Regions from separate parts of the Rattus norvegicus genome. Here region 2 is linked to region 1. The links are chromatin contacts, called in public Hi-C maps. All regions are on one chromosome and are shown on one strand. The core of a region is the stretch at or near the end of the contact, and the rest is flanking DNA. Distances in the headings are between cores, read along the strand shown. Region 1 has its middle 47 kb from the start of Mtdh. Region 2 holds the start of Mtdh (metadherin).

What was found. A called contact is a pair of places that touch in the nucleus more often than the background predicts.
Region 2: a contact with region 1 is called in a Hi-C map of psoas muscle, with 2.5 times the contacts expected there. The contact joins the promoter of Mtdh here to the enhancer-like site in region 1. A contact is called at or near these places in 2 of 12 Hi-C or Micro-C datasets (prefrontal cortex and psoas muscle).

What each region holds. Positions count from the first base shown.
Region 1 is chr7:67,144,458-67,147,695 of GRCr8, reverse strand. No RefSeq gene overlaps it. Among named protein-coding and RNA genes, the nearest start is that of Mtdh, 47 kb to the left of the region's middle. Within about 2 kb of position 1,340, at least 6 of the 93 cell types and tissues checked have an H3K27ac peak or open chromatin away from gene starts, as enhancers often do.
Region 2 is chr7:67,190,982-67,194,047 of GRCr8, reverse strand. Mtdh (metadherin) reads right to left here and starts at 1,388. Exons shown (of 12, transcript NM_133398.2): 1 at 698-1,388. The coding sequence starts at 1,075. LOC134479891 (a long non-coding RNA gene) reads left to right here and starts at 1,534. Exons shown (of 2, transcript XR_010053749.1): 1 at 1,534-1,661.

The DNA of each region.
Region 1 (3,238 bases), core at 91-2,590:
TGAGTTTTAGACACACAATGAAAACATTTTTAAAAAACATAGGCCATTCTTATTCCATTTTACTAATAATTATTATTAATAGGGATCCTATCTGGCCCACTCAAACCTAAAGGTCTTATTAAAAATGATCATAGAGCTTTGGTATTATGCTCGTTGATAAGTTACCTCTAGCTTTTCTGAGAGTGATTTTTATTTCTATGTTTTTCTAAGTAGAGGATAAATGTTTTGAACTGTCTGTGGCAAAGCTCTAGTCTCTCTATGTGGCCAGAGCTCAGCTAATGCTTGGCCGTGAATAAGTCTTCAGCATGGACTTCGTGTTCATTTTCCCGACAGGAAGGAATTCTGTGAGGTGAACATGAAGCAATATAAGGCCTGTTAAAAAGATTGCCATATTAGAGGGCTGACTGATGGCTCAGCAGATAAAGGCACGTGCTGTTAAGTCTGATGATCTCAGTTCAAACCCTGAAACCTGAATGATCGAAGGAGAGTCTACTCTTACAGATTGCCCTCTGACCTTCTCTACCACAAAGAAATAACAACTCAATGCAGGCTTTTTTTTGTTTTTGTTTTTGTTTTTGTTTTTGTTTTGAGGAAGGGTAATATTATGTAGCTCTGGCTGACTTGAAACTCAACATGTAGACCAGGCTGGCCTTGAACTAGAAGAAAAATCTTTGCTTCTGGAGTGCTGGGGTTAAAGGTTCACATCCACCCAGTATAAATGTGTTTTTTTTTTTTGTTTGTTTGTTTTTTGTTTTGTTTTGTCAATGTAATCTAAATTTCTAAGTGTATTAGGAAAATCAGAAGTTGTGTTTTGCCATGTTTTATCCATTACTAAATTCTGCTATTATCTTATCTGCAAGTTGTATTGATAGTAATTGATTTTAGGGGCTTTCTCATTGTGGCTAAGGAGGACAGCTGTCGTAGCCGTTGTTGTTGTTCCCTTTCATCATTCTGCAGATGCAGTAAACTGCCCTGTGCCGTAGCCAGCGCCTGCTTTGGCGATTTCTCCGTGCCAGCAGAGACCTTGCCTCTTACACGGGAAGAAGGGGACAGTTTTGACTCAGTTCTGACACCTTGCCATGTTTTCACTTCCAAAAGTTCAGATGCAGTGGCCTCCTTCTGAGTGCCATTTGTTTGTTCTCGGCAACGACAGCAAGTGTTTAAAAAAGAGATAATACCCATATCAAGTTTATTCCAGCAATGGAGTGGGGTGGGGGTCAGGAGGAGCCCAAGCCAATGTCACAAAGCTCAGAAGTCGGAGGGTTAAGCTTTCTTGGCCGGCCACTCTGTGGAGGTGGGGATTTTGAAACGTGATTCTTGGTTTCTGGAGGAACTTGCTGGATGGGAAGGCACAGCTCATGAGAGACAATGAAAAAGGAAGGGGCTGACGGGGTGGGTGGAGGGACATTCTTATATCTCAGGGGAGCAAAAAGGGAAATGGTGGCAGAGAAAGGAGGAATGGTGTGTCTGGCGCGGGCTAATCAGGGACTTCCTTATTCTCAAACCCAGAGTAGTTTGGAGTGTTTGCGATGCGAAGAAAGGAAGTAGTGGGGTGGGGGGATCCTGTTCTGTCCTATTTTTAGAGGTCTGGGAGGGGGAATATCCAGCCTGACTAGGATGAAACCACACCACTGGTGGCCAGGGTGTGTGTACAAGTGTGTGTGTGTGTGTGTGTGTGTGTGTGTGTGTGTGTGTGCATTGCAGTTGGGTGTGGGACTCTGGGACAAAGGTTTACTTAAAATAAACTCTGAGTGTTAATAAAATCAGGAAAACATGAAAAAGAAAACTTGATAGGTCTATTGCAGGCTTCTGTTTTAAAAGAATGACTTATTTTTAAGTAAATGGCTCTAAGTAAAATTTCTTTTCTTACTCTCCCTCCCACCAGTTTGTGCATGTGTTTGTGTGTTGTGTGAATGTGGAGACCAGAAGTTGGTGTCAGGTATCTTTCTTTGCTCTCCACCTTATTTTTTGATGCAAGGCATCGCACTGATTCAGCCAAGGAGCTCTAGGAAACTGTCTGCACCCACCCCAGCTCCAGTGCTGGGCTACAGCTGTGAATGACTGCATCTGGGTCTAACCCAGGTGATGGGGATTAAAACTCAGATTCCCATGCTTACAAAGCAGACACTTTCTGGACTTTATTTTTTTCTTAGAAACATGTAAGTCATGGTTCTGCATCAGTGCTTAGCATCTGAATGGACAGCATCACCATTAGAATTTCCTCTGAGATGATTATAAAACTGTGTGCTACTATACTAACCACGTATTGAAACAATTAGGTATTTTTTTCCTGAGAGTTCTCATGTTCAAATATATACATACATTCACACACACACACACACACACACACACACACACACACACACACACACAGGTTCTTTTTAAAAAGAAATGAGAGGTTAAGCTTCGTAGTGCATCCTTTAATCCCAGCAGAGGCAAGGGGATTTCTGTGAGTTTGAGGCTAGCCTGGTCTACAAAGTGAGTCCAGGAAGGCCAGGGCTACTAGACAGAGAAACCCTATCCTGAAATTAAAAAAAAAGGTAATGAGATTACACAGTATTGGTAGCTGAAATCAACTGAGACCCTTCTATACTATATGTCAGTATGTCAGATACTGTCCTTGGGCCCTTATCTGGAGACCCCATGCAATCTTCACAATAACATGGTGAAGTAGTGTCATTATTTATTTAGACATAGCCTCACTAGGTAATCCTGGCTTCCTGGAACTCAAAGAGGTCCACTCCTTCTGCTTTCTGAGTGCTGGGATTAAAGGTGTCAGCCTCCAAAATCAGTCCTCTGTACTTTTAATATATAAAAGTATCTTAAACTATTAAAAAATCAACTGCCTTTGCATGTTAGTGATTTGTAATCTGACTCCCCCACTTAAATTAGCATGTAACGTATCTCCTTTCATGTTGACACCGATCTATTACAAATAGGGTTCAGTGTATGGAGGTGGCCCTTCAGCTTTGCACATAGGCTTTGCTATGCCTCGATGGGCCATTGGCTCCACATTAACCTGGGTGTGGTATGAGGGCATCTGTTGAGTGTGCATTTGCACCAGTAAAATGGAAATCAGGATGCTCTAACAGGAGCCTCACCTAAGTCACCTGAGTCTTGACTAGAACAAGCAGGACGGGGCAGGAGGTGACCTTTGCCTATGTCTTCCAGTCAGGGCAACTTTCAGACAGACTCGGTGTACCGTTCAGGACTTTCAGTTGGGAGTCAGGTAGCTTTG
Region 2 (3,066 bases), core at 139-2,638, 46 kb before region 1:
CAGCAAACTGCAGTTTGAAACCTCTCAACCATCAGCATTCCAATTTGTCACCCCTTTTTACTTTATTAAAAACAAAAACCTTCCACCCTGTGGACTATACTATAGACTACTTTGCTGAACTTGCCTCATGTTTTGCTCAGGGCCATTATATCCAGAAGGAGTATTAGATCTCCAGATCCTGTACCAGCAATCCAATGGCCATACTCACCAAGCTAAGACAGGGTTACCCTTTCCCTTTAACATTTCCAACTAAGATGAGTATGTCTTGATATGGACACCTTTAATCCTTTAAGCCAGAGTTTTTAGGTCACCGTATATCCTCCACTAGCCGCGGTTTCAGGTCTCAACGTGACTTGAGATAGACATCTCTCTCTTCCAGACAGTCTTTTCAGAACTTCCCAACGTCACTGTACGGTCCCATTAACCTCCACATATGCAGCCTACTTCCATAGGCCTCTAAGAAGGATATGCTTTTGGGGAAGCCAAGGTTCCCATATGATGGCTCTAAGTTTGGGCACTTTTATTTATACCTACCCCTGGATCTAATTTCCTTGTAGAAAAACTCGACTTTCCTACTGGTTCTTATACTTTCCGACTTCCCCCTACTCAAGGAACGTGTTCACCTACCGCCTCGTCCTGAGCTCTCGCTTTAGTGTTCTCACCTCCCTTGACCACCGGGCTCCTCGCCACTACTCACTTTGGGCTTTTCAGGCAGCTTCTTCCGGTTCTTTTTCTTTTGCTCCTCGCTTCTGAGATTCTTCAGTTGGGCTGGGTCCTCGGGGGCCGGAGTCGGCGGGGTCACCTCCTCCCGCTTGCGGGGCGGGCTCCTTCGCTTTTTGCGGGCGCCGGCGCAAGCAGCGGCCCAGCCGTAACCTAGGAGGAAGAGAAGCAGCAACCCGAGAGCGCCGGTGCCCACCAGGATCACCCAGCTCGGGTACCGCTTCGGCTCCAACCCCAGGTCGAGGCCCAACTCCGTGCGCAGAAAACCTAGGCCGACAGAGAGCAACTCCCGCAGCCGGGCAGAGCCCTCCTCGGCCTGCTGAGCCAGTTCGTCCTGCCAGCTTCGTGCAGCCATCTTCCCTCCCGTCAGAGACTCTCGGGATGACGCCGGGGAGCACAGACGCCGCTGGAACAGTCGTGGGAAGCGACGAGGGCCGCGACACCTCAGGCCAAGCGCATCGCGGCCGCCCCTCACTCCAGAGTGGGGAATAGGTGGCCGCCGCCGCCACGGGGAGGGCCGAGGGTTCCCACTCCCTCCAGTCGGCCTCACGCCGCCGCCGCCAGGAGGACACGGGGCGGCGGGGACAGAGTGTCTCCAGAGGCGGCCGCTAAGTGGCGTCGGGGCGCCAGCGCCAGGCCTCGCTGTCCTCCCCCGGCGGAACAATGGCGGCTCTGGCCGCGATCCACGCTGCGCGCGGAGGCCGACCGGGTCACGTGGAGGTTGTGGGCGTGGCATGGGTCACGTGGGTGCGATGGGTGGGGCCGGGCAGACTTGGTCTTGGAGGGGTCTCCTTGAGCTGTTGGCGGCTTGGGGCCACGCGCCGCTTGAGGAGCCGGAGTAGAAGCCTGGCTGCGGAACTTCTGCAGGCTCGGGCGCTCTGAGTGCAGAAGGGGCTCCGGTTCGAGGCCTGCGCGCGAGCAAGACGGTCAGATCTATCAGAGTATGAGCTGGCTTTACGCTCTCTTTCCTGCAGTGATGGTGCAGTGGACCGACTTTTTCTCCCTAGGTCAGGGGCCAGTTGGATGCTTCCAGAGGGAGCTCTGTGGAGTCTGAGGCCACGGGCACGTGTAATTCACATCTGAGTATTTCTTCGTGGCAGACTAGCATATTAACATTTGCCAGCGTTTGCGTCGGTTCTCTCATTCACTCCTGCTGTCTGTTGTCAGGCTCCAGAATTAAAAAGTCCGCAAACCCGTGGGAGGCACTATTATTTTCCTACTAATTTGTAACCTTAATAGGAAGTATTGAGAGGAAGCCCATTAGACTGTATTTATATGCAAGAGAAGCATATTATTTTACGCTTTTATACGACACAAAAAGTTGCAATTTTTGAGTGCATGTGTTGTCCAACAGTCAAATGTAGCAATAGAGGGAAACTAGGTGGGTTGTGGAGTGTCGCTCAGTAACAGAACATGCTTGCTGAACATATGCAAGGCTCTGGCGTTGATTCCCAGGACCAAAAATAACTGAGGCGCTTCTTCAGTTCTTAATTATACAAATGCTTGGGGACTACCTTAGTACTTGTATTTTGCCTTTGCTGTAAGGAAACAGTGTCTATAATTAAGTGATAATTAGCATGTAAACAACTGAAATACAAACTAAAAACCTATTCATGTATTTTGACCCATCAGTATTGTAATGAGTTTTGTGATTAATGGGTGGCTTGGAGTTTTATAAGTAATAAACTACTCTTACTAAGCTTTTTGCACGCTTATAATTAAGGGCTAAATTATAAAGGCCAGAACCTTAAAATGAGATCTTCATGAACTCTAAAAATTAACAAATTCCATTCATAGTTTTGGAATAGGATTTATAACCTCACCTATTTGTGTTGGTCATAGTTTCCTGAGAAATTCTACTGATCAATTTAGATTATCCCACTCAGATTTATGAATTAGAGGATTGCAGTAATCATAGGTGAGTATGGTAGTCCCTCTGATAGTCTAGCAAGTAAATGATTTAGTAAGATCATGTCATCTTGTGTGTGTTTTTTCAATTTGCTGTATTTGGTATCAGGGACATACTTGTCAGCCTATCTCACCCTTCCTCCCTCCTTTTTGTGTATGCACATGCATCTGCACTTTGTTTTTGTGGTCATGCTGGGGATTGAACCCAGATCCTTAAGCATTGTAGGCAAGCACTCTCCCACTGAGCTGTATCTTTATCCCACCATGCACTTATATTTTAAAAACAAAAAAGTGGGGTCACACCCAACTGGTTTGCATTCGTTAAGTTAACAAAACTTGTAAGAATATAATTATACTTCCAGAAAGTTAGGGTTATTCCTTGCAACAGCACAACGATTAGATTAAAATTTAAATGAAACAGTATTTTGAAAGAATCAA